Regions from separate parts of the Bos taurus genome. Here region 2 is linked to region 1. The links are chromatin contacts, called in public Hi-C maps. All regions are on one chromosome and are shown on one strand. The core of a region is the stretch at or near the end of the contact, and the rest is flanking DNA. Distances in the headings are between cores, read along the strand shown.

The links. A called contact is a pair of places that touch in the nucleus more often than the background predicts.
Region 2: a contact with region 1 is called in a Hi-C map of liver, with 13 times the contacts expected there. The contact joins the enhancer-like site here to the promoter of ZFAND4 in region 1. A contact is called at or near these places in 2 of 11 Hi-C or Micro-C datasets (liver and skin fibroblasts).

Annotation. Positions count from the first base shown.
Region 1 is chr28:44,156,513-44,163,168 of ARS-UCD2.0, reverse strand. ZFAND4 (zinc finger AN1-type containing 4) reads right to left here and starts at 2,138. Exons shown (of 8, transcript XM_059882726.1): 1 at 2,101-2,138. It overlaps WASHC2A (WASH complex subunit 2A), which reads right to left. Exons shown (of 32, transcript NM_001205767.2): 31 at 6,476-6,653; 32 at 5,350-5,688. The coding sequence ends at 5,549.
Region 2 is chr28:44,336,496-44,343,743 of ARS-UCD2.0, reverse strand. MARCHF8 (membrane associated ring-CH-type finger 8) reads right to left here. Exons shown (of 7, transcript NM_001076232.1): 7 at 4,567-7,248. Among named protein-coding and RNA genes, the nearest start is that of ALOX5, 52 kb to the left of the region's middle. Within about 2 kb of position 5,588, at least 10 of the 102 cell types and tissues checked have an H3K27ac peak or open chromatin away from gene starts, as enhancers often do. A contact at or near this core is called in liver and skin fibroblasts, where this site is marked.

The sequences.
Region 1 (6,656 bases), core at 889-3,388:
ACCTGAATTGCATTGTGCATATACTGCAAAAGGTCCTGAAGATATGATGAAAGAAAAGCTTTTGCTGGCAGCAAGCTGCTTCAAGTGCTGTTATACTATCAAAATAATGAGTAATAAATATAATAACACAAAGTGAAAGCGAAGTGGCTTAGTCGTGTCCAACTCTTTGCGACCCCATGGACCATAGCCTACCAGGATCCTCCGTCCATGGGATTTTCCAAGCAAGAGTACTGGAGTGGGTTGCCATTTCCTTCTCCAGGGTATCTTCCTGACCCAGGGATTGAACCCGGGTCTCCCGCATCGTAGGCCAACGCTTTACAGTCTGAGCCACCAGGGAAGTCCTAATAACACAAAGTATTGTGCTAATACTACTGCTGGCGATAGTGGTAAAAGACCGTTACTTTCACGTAAAAGCCAAATATATGGCTATATTGCTCAGGCTGTGTTTCTCATTTCCTTAATATCTTCACAGGCCTGTAGAAATAATGAATGTATAAAATGAACCCCTAACCCCTTTTTCCATCTCACTGAAATGACTGTTTTTGGATTCAAAATATGATTTTGGATAGAATGTGGATTCGTAAGAACATACTTACCATGCTATATCAAATAAGAACATACTACAGAATTATCAGTGTCTGTACCCTCAAAGCCAAGAGCACTTTTATCTACACAGTGAGAGATCTAGTAAGAGAGGTCAGGGGTCAGAATATTAAACTGAGCATTAGAAAAATAAAGCCATGGGTGACCAGTGCCTGCCCAAAGAATTCAGAGACAAACATAAAAAGCATTTCTTTCACCACAGTAGACTTCCACAGCAATACCCTGAATATAATAAAACAAGGGGTGGGAGATGGGAGAAGGTAACATAAAGACAAGTTTGGAAGCCCTTCATCTACAGTGAGAATGGATACAGTAATTATGGTCTAAAGAAAAAACAGCGACTTAAGACGAGCATTCCTGGTACTAGGGCACTGCCACAAATCTAGGTCCTAATCATGCAGTAATTTCCAACATCCAAAAAGAAGCAAGATTGGTAATCAAATTCGAAACTGAAATGTATGCCTCTAAGAAATAATTATACCTTTCCTCAGTAGTAGAAATCACTGCATCAGGACACCTTCTGAAAGTTGTGGCTGAATATGCTAGACTGAGCTTACTATGGAACCCTAAGATGCTGGAAAATGAGGGGCAATGAAGAATCAAAAACAGGATGGAACAGGATACAAGGACAGCTTAAAAAAGAAAAAAACATTAGAGGAGGAAGAAAGGACGAATGCAGCGGGGGGGGGAAATTACTTCCAGAATTTTTACCAATAATTTTTAAAAAATGCTTAGCTATTAAGAGTAATGACAGCAAACATTTCTCTCTTGTCCTCTGAAAAAGTTCTTAAAATACAATCACCACAGATGTAAGGGAAATGAAAGACAGGTAACGCAGGACCGTGCTGAATAACTAATTTCAGTAACTCAAAATCAGCTTTATCCTCTCTGTTCTAAAGAGTATTAGTCATATAAAAGCAGTTCTTTTAAACTCTTCTCCCGACATGAAGAGATCCAGCATATTACGCAGCCCTTAAATATACCAACTTTTAATGAACTGTTTTTACTAATGTCTGGAAATATCCGTAAGTTTTAAATATATGCTTCAGAATTACATCCACCACGTCACGCATCTGTACCCTAAGCTCTGAAATCAGTTTTCCAGCGGAATTGGGAAGCTCTTCGGAGCCAAAGCCTTCTCGAGCCTTCAAAGTACAGACATTTGAAGAGGACGGAGTCACCTGCGCAGCCCGTGCTCCTCCAGGATAAACTCCGGCTACGCACACGCACTGGCCCGATCAGGACCGCAGAGGTCAGGCTCCGCGTCAGAATCGGCGACTCGCAGGGAAGCACCCGTCCGGCGGGGCGGGCACCCCGCGTCGCGCCCGCGGGGGAGCGGAAAGTGGAGACAGTCTCCTCCGCCAAAGCAGCCCACCGTGCCGGTCTCGGGGCAGCGGCGGCGGAGGGGGCGCAGCCAAGAGGCCAGCGGCAACAGCGCGGCCCGACTCAGCGGCCCGCGACCCTGGGCGCCCTCCCCATCCGGCCGCTCGCCCTCACCGGCTCTCTTCCACTCGCTCGCCCGCCCGCAGGTCTTTAAGGAGGCGCCGCCCCACGAGCGACGCTGCTGCAGGCACCGACGAGCAACGCTCCGCCGCCGCCGCCGCGACCCCGCCCCTTTGTGACACCGCGTACCAATCGCTCGCCAACGCTCGCGTCGCCCTCCAATCAGTGGGGTCGGGGGCGGGACCTGACCGCCGGATGCCGGCGGTTGCTCGGAAGCCCAGGCTGCCTTCGCGTTCGGTGGTGGTTGTCGGTTAGGAGAAGCCCGGATGTTCTTTATTACTAACAGTGGCCGCCTGACGAGGGCCAAAGCGGGCGGCAGGAGACCAGTCGCACAGCCTTCTGGGAACAACAGGGTTGGCCTGTGGCCGGACGAGGGTGTGGACAGCACCTTTACCAAGACCAACCTAAGGCGCTCTTAGAGGTGCCTGACTTGCTGAAGCCATAGTCCCAGTCGATGGTCTTCCAAGAACCTGTGCACTTCCACTGCGGCCCAGGAGCCATGCCTTGAATGGATGCTTCTCCACGCACTTCACTGTCCCCTAATGTTTCTAGTCCTGCCTACCTTATCTGAAATGTGGGGCCATTGCCATGCCTGGTTGAAAGCAAGGGGGAAAGAAAACACGTTCTGTAGGTCTTACCCATTTTTTCCTCATCCAACCTACCGAGAATTGTGTGGAGTTGAAATTGAGTGGGTACTTCGGGTTGTTAAACTGCAGTGTTGGGTATGCCCAACCGGCCAGCCCCTTCTGTTTTCTAATTGTCAAGCTGTTGAGCTTAGTGTACACCATAACGGACAACACAAGCCTTTCAGCCTGACATGGCCTCCATTGCTGCTTTTTCTCATTTCCCATAGGTGTTCTAAATCCAACCCTTACAGTTTTCCTACTATCCTGGCCTATTGTTTTACTAGTTGGATTAGTTAGTTGACAATAAAAGTAGTCTCCCTCTCACAGAAGCTTTTACTAATCCTTATCTTGTGACTCAGAGGAACCAGTCTAAAATGAACTGCAGTATCTAATCCTTGTCACCCATCCTTTCACATTCTCTGAGAACCTACCCACCAATTTATCTCCACAATTCAGAAAATTGAAAATACACTGAAGTTTATGAGGAGGTACTGGGGCTTTCACACATCTTCAGGCTGTCTCGCCAATGATTCCTTCTTAAATTCTGAGTAGATTGGAGCTCCTTGAGGAACAAGATAAGATTATTATCTTTGTAGACAGCCTATGATGGAGTGAATCTTACTGAATCAAACCTTAGCTTCCAAACCTGCCTGCCTCCCCTCCCAGTCAGGAGAACTGAGAGAACAAGCTAGAGTCAGGTGAATGAGCTGATGTCAATGTATGGCAACCAGCACCACAATATTGTAATTAGCCTCCAATTAAAAAAAAAAAAAAAGCCTTGGGTTCCAACACTGGAAGCCAATTCATTATCATCATCATCTACCAAGTTTCAAGTGCCAGATAATTAATGAAGATCTTTGCATATTCTCTCTCTTAACAATCCTGCAAGGTTGGTACTGAGGCCCCTACATGAATGACAAAGAAGGAAATAACTAAGGTAAAACAAGTTGCCTACACTCAAAACAGTTCTAAGTGGCAGATTTAAATCTAGGCCTCAACACAAAACTCCAAACTTGTTCCACTATGTTACTTTGCTTCCACATTTTGCCTCATCTGTGAAATGAGGGCAATATCTGTATCTGGTAGAGTTATGGAGACTGTATGTGTGTGTGTGCATGCTCAGCCAGGTCCAACTCTTTGCAACCCCATGGACTGTAGCCACCCAGGCTCCTCTGTACCTGGAATTTTCCAAGCAAGAATACTGGAACAGGTTGCTATCTCCTCCTCCAGGGGATCTTCCCAACCCAGGGATCAAACCCACACCTCTCGGGTCTCCTGCACTGGAAGATCAATTCTTTACCACTTGAAAACAGGAATAGTGCCAACCATTGAACCAGTGAGTGTTAAGTTCCCTCTCCCTTTCAAGCATCTCAAAATAGCAATTTGCATATTTTCTAACTTTACTGTCTCTTGAATTCCCTGGAATCAGTCCTAATGGTGGGTCAGTAGATTTTATCATTCCAAAAGAAACACATGTCTAACAAATGCTTACTGAGTGAGGAAGATCCCACATTGGGCTCTGACTCAAGAGCATACAAGTAGCTCTGAATACAAATACCCTAAGGCACAGAAGGAAGATGCATTACATGGGTAGGGAAAAGGAACAGCAAACTAGTATGTACCATCTGGGTCACTCTCTCGGCAGAGCAGGACGAACAGCTGATCTGTGACAGCTATACAAAATCTCCTGAGAATAAACAATTCTCAATTCAACTTTATAAAGTATCCAAGAAAGAAAGAAGTTAGTGGCTTCAGAATGGGTGAAGCCAACTGGGTCTGCTTACAAGATTGCACCACGTTACGGACTGAATACTCGTAAGCGAGAGAGCACCACACAGGAAAAGAGACTAGAAGTATCCGCCATCCACAGGGGACAACAGTTACAGAAAATTCCCATCAATGTGGAGTTCTACGGAACAGTGGTACTCTAGAAGCCGACATTCCCATCCTCAGCATTTCTCCCTACCATTATCTGGGTTCATTCCGCTGCTTTCAAAAAATAATGCAAAGCTCCAAGGAGTGGAGACGGATGCATTATGACAACGTCAGCAAACTGCTTCTGTAAAGGGCCACAAAGGACACACCGTGGACTCAGCCGTCCAGTCTCTGACGCGGCCGTCAGCTCTGGCGTTTACCTACTACGGGTGCAACAGCCATCAGTTCCGTTGCTCAGCTGGGTCTGACTCTTCGTGACCCCATGGACCGCAGCATGCCAGGACTCCCTGTCCATCACCAACTCCCAGAGAAATGAATGGGTATGACTGCCTCCCAGTAAAACTCTATTTTCAGAAATAAATAAATAAACAAACTGTAGAGGACTGTAGTTTGCCAACTCACTGTAGCAGACCTGTAAGGTCTCTTCAAAATTCAGTGGAATGCGAGGAAACCTGCTCTCCTAGCACAAAGACACGTGAAGTGTATAATCTCTCATCCTCTTCTTCTATCTAGTGCCCAGGCTCTAAGTTAGGGCTCCCATTTATTTAGGGAAGACTTCTGGTCATGTCAGGCATTTGCTTCCTCTGGGAGTCTCTACCCACCTATGAAAGGCACAAACAGGTTTCTTCTCTAATAGACCCTAAACCCATGGCCCCACCAAGGCTAATCAAAATATGGTTTTAAAAAATAGTAACACTGTGAAACATTTATTTTTGTTTGCAGAATTAAGCATGATTTTAAAACCAGTACAGAAAAATATTAAGTATGCTGGGCAAGAGGTGAGCAAGTTGTTTCAGTATTTGTTTTCTATAATTCAGTTAAGGAGCACAGAAGAAAGCATCATTAACTCAAGGATGTAGCTGAAAGATACCCTGTACACTCTACTGGCCTCCAAAGGCATTCAAGGGATCATCAAATATGTTGGAAACCTTCTGTCCAGATCTCGATTCAGTCACTTTCTGTGAAGATCGACTTTTTGATTTGGTTGTCTTAGTCTGGATACCAGAGGAGAAGATATCATCTTTAAAAATGGGGAAAAAAAAAGAAAGAAAGAGTCACAGAATAGACAAGAAAATGTGTGCTTTTAAGACGTATCTACACAAACCAGCAAAGACTCAAGTCTGATAATAGCACAGGATACCTAAAACCACTAAGAGGAGGTTAAGCCTCTAAGACTCCAGTCGGTCCTGACTCTGCTACTAACCAAGTTTTCTGATCACATACAAGTTATAGTTTCTGTCTGAGTATAATTTTCTCAGCTACAAAGCCGTGTGTGCACATGCAGGAGAGGAAACGCAGGAGGATAAGTTAATCTCCAGTCCAGCCCATGACTTTACCATCTGTGTTATTATACTTATTTCTACTCTACATTCTTTTGCCTTTGGGTTTTAAAAGGAAAAGGCACTAAAAATAAGCAAAGGGAAAAATCCAATCTCAGTCTTTCAGAATAAACACATCAATTTGCAGGATCTCAATGCCAAAACGCAGTCTAATGCCTACTTTGGATGACTGGCAGGGGGCACAGTAAGATGAAAGTTAAATTAGACTTCACAGTCAAGCTCCAGGCTCTTCACCACTAGGATATTTATCAAATTTCTCGACATCCATCATAACAAAACATGGTTTCAACAAAATGACTAGTCGATTTACTTATCCACCGTCAGTCTATCCCAGAAATATAGAGCAGGTCAAAGGAAACCGACTAGGGAATGTCTTTCAGGAAAGGGTCAAGACAAAGACAGCGAGAGAAATATCAAGTCACTGAACGGTGATGACTCTCTCTGTCATGTACAGAAAACCAAACTTACCTGTATCATCGTCAAATATAGACTTAGCTTCCACTTTCTTTTTGGACTTTTCTTTTGGTTTTACAGTTAGGTCAGCAAAGATATCAATGTTGTCATCGAACAAGTTGGAGTCAAATGTTCTTTCCTTCTCTCTTGTTTTTTGTGAGGGTTTATTTGCTTCTGTAGCAAATATATCATCCTT
Region 2 (7,248 bases), core at 4,339-6,838, 180 kb before region 1:
GTGTTGTATTTTTCCCCTTCTCTGTACAAATTTAAAAAGAGCTTTCTCTTAAAATTCTGTTGCCATAACGACACCTGGCTCCACCCGAACTTAACTTTTCTCAAACCTTGAGCTAAGGATGCATTTTTCTTATGGAAGTGAGTATCTTAAGCTATGTTAACGTGCTATGCATTTACCCCAGACTCTGTCTTCAAGTCGGTTCGGCCTAAAGGCTCAGAACTAACTTGACAAACCAGTATGTTATACTCATACATTGCTCTCCTAATCTATGTTAATGAGGCTATCTGTATGGAAATCTGCCTTTGCTCAGAGTCACGTCAATCAATCATTTTATGTCGTCCCTCCCCTGCCTCGCCCCACCCCCCCGCCATGACTCGCGCCCATGGGCCGCGCAGAAGCGCGCCGGCTGCAACGGGCCGCGCAGAAGCGTGGCCGGGAGGAGCTATCCCATGTCCAAGGAGCCGTGGCTGCGCGGAGGGCCTAGAGGAGCTACTGGGGCAGCCGTGAGGAGGTACCCCTCGTCCAAGGTAAGGAGCAGCGGCTGTGCTTTGCTGGAGCAGCCGTGAAGAGATACCCCACGTCCAAGGTACGAGAAACCCAAGTAAGACGGTAGGTGTTGTGAGAGGGCATCAGAGGGCAGACACACTGAAACCATAATCACAGAAAACTAGCCAATCTAATCACACGGACCACAGCTTGTCTAACTCAGTGAAACTAAGCCATGCCATGAGGGGCCACCCAAGACGGGCGGGTCATGGTGGAGAGGTCTGACAGAATGTGGTCCACTGGAGAAGGGAAGGGCAAATCACTTCAGTATTCTTGCCTTAAGAACCCCATGGGGAGTATGAAAAAGCAAAATGATAGGACACTGAAAAAGCAACTCCCCAGGTCGGTAGGTGCCCAATATGCTACTGGAGATCAGTGGAGAAATAACTCCAGTAAGAATGAAGGGATGGAGCCAAAGCAAAAACAATACCCAGTTGTGGATGGGACTGGTGACAGAAGCAAGGTCCGATGCTGTAAAGAGCAATATTGCATAGGAACCTGGAATGTCAGTTCCATGAATCAAGGCAAATTGGAAGTGGTCAAACAGGAGATGACGAGTGAACACCGACATTCTAGGAATCAGCGAACTAAAATGGACTGGAATGGGTGAGTTTAACTCAGATGACCATTATATCTACTACTGTGGGCAGGAATCCCTCAGAAGAAATGGAGTAGCCATCATGGTCAACAAGAGAGTCCGAAATGCAGTACTTGGATGCAATCTCAAAAACGACAGAATGATCTCTGTTCGTTTCCAAGGCAAACCATTCAATATCACAGTAATCCAAGTCTATGCCCCAACCAGTAACGCTGAAGAAGCTGAAGTTGAATGGTTCTATGAAAACCTATAAGACCTTTTAGAACTAACACCCAAAAAAGATGTCCTTTTCATTATAGGGGACTGGAATGCAAAAGTAGGAAGTCAAGAAACATCTGGAGTAACAGGCAAATTTGGCCTTGGAGTATGGAATCAGGGCAAAGGCTAACAATGTTTTGCCAAGAGAACACACTGGTCATAGTAAACACCCTCTTCCAACAACAAAAAAGAAGACTCTACACATGGACATCACCAGATGGTCAACATGGAAATCAGACTGATTATATTCTTTGCAGCCAAAGATGGAGAAGCTCTATACAGTCAGCAAAAACAAGACCGGGAGCTGACTGTGGCTCAGATCATGAACTCCTTATTGCCAAATTCAGACTTAAATTGAAAAAAGTAGGGAAAACCACTAGATCATTCAGGTATGACCTAAATCAAATCCCTTATGATTATACAGTGGAAGTGAGAAATAGATTTAAGGGACTAGATCTGATGAGTGCCTGATGAACTATGGACGGAGGTTCGTGACATTGTACAGGAGACAGGGATCAAGACCATCCCCATGGAAAAGAAATGCAAAAAAGCAAAATGGCTCTCTGGGGAGGCCTTACAAATAGCGGTGAAAAGAAGAGAAGTGAAAAGCAAAGGAGAAAAGGAAAGATATAAACATCTGAATGCAGAGTTCCAAAGAATAGCAAGACGAGATAAGAAAGCCTTCCTCAGCGATCAACGCAAAGAAATAGAGGAAAACAACAGAATGACAAAGACTAAGGATCTCTTCAAGAAAATTAGAGATACCAAGGGAACGTTTCATGCAAAGATGGGCTCGATAAAGGACAGAAATGGTATGGACCTAACAGAGGCAGAAGATATTAAGAAGAGGTGGCAAGAATACACAGACGAACTGTACAAAAAAGAGCTTCACGACCAAGATAAGTACGATGGTGTGATCACCCAGACATCCTGGAATGTGAAGTCAAGTGGGCCTTAGAAAGCATCACTACGAACAAAGCTAGTGGAGGTGATGGAATTCCAGTTGAGCTGTTTCAAATCCTGAAAGACGATGCTGTGAAAGTGCTGCACTCAATATGCCAGCAAATTTGGAAAACTCAGCAGGGGCCACAGGACTGGAAAAGGTCAGTTTTCATTCCAATCCCAAAGAAAGGCAATGCCAAAGCATGCTCAAACTACCGCACAATTGCACTCATCTCACACGCTAGCAAAGTAATGCTCAAAATTCTCCAAGCCAGGCTTCAGCAATACATGAACTGTGAACTTCCAGATGTTCAAGCTGGTTTTAGAAAAGGCAGAGGAACCAGAGATCAAATTGCGAACATCTGCTAGATCATGGAAAAAGCAAGAGAATTCCAGAAAAACATCTATTTCTGCTTTATTGACTATGCCAAACCTTTGACTGTGTGGATCACAATAAACTGTGGAAAATTCTTCAAGAGATGCGAATACCAGACCACCTGACCTGCCTCTTGAGAAATCTGTATGCAGGTCAGGAAGCAACAGTTAGAACTGGACAAGGAACAACAGACTGGTTCCAAATAGGAAAAGGAGTACATCAAGGCTGTATATTATCACCCTGCTTATTTAACTTCTATGCAGAGTACATCATGAGAAACGCTGGGCTGGAAGAAGCACAAGCTGGAATCAAGATTGCCAGGAGAAATATCAATAACCTCAGATATGCAGATGACACCACCCTTTTGGCAGAAAGTGAAGAGGAACTAAAAAGCCTCTTGATGAAAGTGAAAGAGGAGTGTGAAAAAGTTGGCTTCAAGCTCAACATTCAGAAAACTAAGATCATGGCATCTGGTCCCATCACTTCATGGCAAATAGATGGGGAAACTGTGGAAACAGTGTCAGACTTTATTTTGGGGGGCTCCAAAATCACTGCAGATGGTGACTGCAGCCATGAAATTAAAAGACGCTTACTCCTTGGAAGGAAAGTTATGACCAACCTAGACAGCATATTCAAAAGCAGAGACATTCCTTTGCCAACAAAAGTCTGTCTAGTCCAGGCTATGGTTTTTCCAGTGGTCATGGATGTGAGAGTTGGACTGTGAAGAAAGCTGAGTGCCGAAGAACTGATGCTTTTGAACTGTGGTGTTGGAGAAGACTCTTGAGAGTCCCTTGGACTGCAAGGAGATCCAACCAGTTCCATCCTGAAAATCAGCCCTGGGATTTCTTTGGAAGGAATGATGCTAAAACTGAAACTCCAGTACTTTGGCCACCTCATGTGAAGAGCTGACTCATTGGAAAAGACTCTGATGCTGGGAGGGATTGGGGGCAGGAGGAGAAGGGGACGACAGAGGATGAGATGGCTGGATGGCATCACTGACTCGATGGACATGAGTTTGAGTGAACTCCAGGAGTTAGTGATCGACAGGGAAGCCTGGCGTGCTTCGATTCATGGGGTCGCAGAGAGTCAGACACGACTGAGCGACTGAACCGATGACTCACCTGGTGCCATTCTCTGAGTTTTGAGACATTTCCTTTCTTTAATTAGCAGACTGCTAGTAGCTATATAACATCCAGCTAAAGACTAGCAGGGGGGTACTCTTTCTGCCCCCTTCTGATGCCTATGTCAGAAGCTTTCTGTATTTTATACTTTAACATACACAAAATCTCTGAGCGATGAAGCCCCGTCTCTGGCCCTGGATTGAATTCTTCTCCTCCGGAGGCCAAGAATCCTGGCGTCTTTTGTGGTTCAGCAACAACCTTTCACCAGGAGCCAGGAAGTACAGCTAGGCTCAGCTATCACCAGCAATGCTGCCTGCCCTGCCGCACTTCCTCACTCTGCTGGACTGCATCAGTCAATGATTTGACAAAATGAGGCTAGTTAAGCCATGGACCACTTCAATGGTCATGGTGCCATACACACCCTGAACTTGAGTCTGGCTCTCCTCAGTGCGGTGAGTCCAAGTAGAGTCTGGATATTTGGAACACGCACATTTGTGAGAATGACTTCAGCTTTCGCTCCCATGCTCACACACTCTCCAGAACCTACTCCTCCTCCCCACTGACTGCCAGCATCTGGTGGATCCAGCCTCCCTCACAGGGACAGACCGAGGCTGCATGACCTTCTCTGATACGGAAGCCAGAGGAACCCAGAAAGGGGATCAGACCACTGGAGTGCCTGCCAATATTCCCAGCTTCCTGGCAGGAAAACACTTGCGTGGCAAAGCTCCTTTTTAAAGAAATGCTTTATTGCTGCAATTAGACACTCCGTGTATAGTACAAACACCCCCCCACCCATACAGAGAATTATTCAAGCAGTAATACTGAGAAACAGTGACCATACACAAAATGATACAAAACTAGACATTTAGATAACTAGAAAGTTTCCAAGTCGAGGAAAACTTCAAGTGTGAAGTGCCTGTTAGAAACCACACCACGTATGCCAGTGTAAATCTGGTCTTTATTAACAATCAACATCCTACAAACATTGCATCTGAATAGGTGATGAGTTGCACAGTTTCATTACTTTCAAAACAAAGACAGACGCTTTTGTTTCCCTATGTTTCAGTCTTTCCTTGGGCTAGAGACAGAAGCTGCAAACTTCAGATCAGATGCAAGAGAGAAAGTATCTCAAAAGTGTGTTTGCGTCAGGCGAAATCCACGCCATCGTGGACCTTTATCCTGTGTGCCCCAGCCTCCTCCGGCTCCCGGGCCGACCACCGGTCAGGGGGGCAGCTCTACACGAGGCTTTCGGACCTGCCCAGCTGCCCGGGCCTGTATGTCTGTAGCTAGGTTAGGGCACAGCTGCAGGTTTTGAAACTGGACCCATAAGATTGAAAAGAGTGGACCGAAGCAAAAAAAAAAAGCAAGAGACCGTACAGGTCTGGAGGATGAAGCCACCTTTTATAATTTTCAGTGAGATTTTAAACTCGGCCACAAAAGTGCTCCAGTGGAACTACAGTCTGAGGGGAAGCAGAGGCCGAGTCAGAGACGGTTGGCTGGCGACGCCCCAGGCTGCTTCCCTCTCCCCCTCGCCTGGCGTTCAGATTCCAGCCCTCCGGGCCCTGAGACCTGCAAGCTTACCCCGCGTTTCTATGCTTTGTTCAGTCAGGTGCCAAACGATGAAGAAATGGGGAATGATTAACTCTTCAAAGCAACGCCCGGCAGATCCACAGCCCCACTAGGTGGCAGCACAGCGCCGCTTCACCGGCCTCGCACCTCAGGGTCGGTCCCTGCGGGCGGGGGTGGGGATTAGTTGGGGGTCAAAGGTGGTCAACAGACCCTGTGAGGGCAGAAAACGGCAATGGGTAAGCTGTGTGTGTGCCAACCCAGGAAAGAAAAAGAGAACGTGGGGCTGACCATCCACAGGCAGAGGCCTTTAGGAGCTTGGCTGGAGGTGACGGGATGGTGTAAGCGCGCTTCCCGTGAGAGCCTGGGTGGGCCATGGGAGCAACGTAACGGTGCTGGTTATGAAGCCACCTCTGCCACAGGTGGGGCACCAGCCACACTGGCTGGGATGTCCTGGGGCCACCCCCACCTGAGCACACTCTCCTCTCTATCAGAAGTCTCCGTGCTTTTCAGGGACAGCACAGGGAGCTCCACTGTGGGAAGGGGAATGGTGCCCACTCAGAAATCCAGTATTCCCTGACGACTCACCTGCCATCAAGAGGGACAAGGGGCCTTGCCCGGGCAGTTCCTAAAGGGCACCGGCAAGGCAGACCTGGGATGTGGCTCTCCTGAGCAGACTGTCTGTAGCTATTTGGTGTCCCCAGGCTGGGAGGGGGCGTAGGTAATTGCACTTTGGGGCACAGTGAGCACAGGCACGCGCTGGATGTGGCCTGGGAGGCGGAGAGGGCGAGCGGACCTATTTCCAGGGTGAGCTATGGCTGGATAGCACCTGCCAGGCCAGAGGAGCCATGGCAGGGCAAAGCCCTCCCCCGAGGCTTTCAAAACAAACCATTTCACGCTGAAATGCAGAGGAATCGTCTTCTGTTTGCTCCTTACTCTTGACAGGCTGGATCAAACACCTGAGGCTCAGAGGATGGAGGGCAGGACCCGGGGCCTCCACACAAGACATCCAGAGAGCTGCCCGGAGAGTAAGTGCCTGGGCACACTCATCTCACACTGCAGAACTCCCTGGGCTGTTTTTCTGGAGTTGACTCTCTTTTGCCTGGTATGATGAAACTGGTCTTTAAAAACAGAATTTTAAGCAGACCTTTTTAAAGGTACAAAGGCCATTTGATGGTAGTGATTTTGGTTTTATGAAAAAATGGTACAGGAGATAATCCCTAACAACAGAATGGACTGAGAGCAGGGCCAGGGGTTCAGCCCAGTTAAGGCGGCAAATGGGCAGGGCTGTGGCTGGGAGCGGGACGCGGTGGGCCGTGGCAGTCTCTGCTCAGTCCTGGCCCTCAGCCAGAGGCAGCCCATCTGCCTCTCTGCCCCGGGCAGCGGCCCACGGAAGGTGCCAGGAGCACAGGCCCCTGAAAGCACCTTCAGCGCGCGCCCCAGCTGGGCGACACATGCCTGCTTCTTCAGTGTGAAGTCAGCACAAACCGGAGAGCTCTGTCTGTAAAGGAATAGGTTTTAAATACTCCGTTTTGTTCTGATACCTCAACTTCCTTTCATTTGGATCTCATGAACCCTTCTTCTTCAGGACTGACAAAAAAAAAGAAACGTTTAGGGCAGCCCTGTGACATGAAGACTTGTCATAAAACAGGCTTAAAACCACAAGATTACGCTCAAACTGCCTGCCATTTACCATCCATTCATCCCACAAAATGTTACGAAAAATGCCTCCGACCTGTTTGTTCTGCTTTACAAGTCCCTTTTATGGACACAGAGTAGAATCACATTTCTTAGCATATATAAGGCAAAAAGGGCTTCAGATCTATTACAGTGTGAAGGAG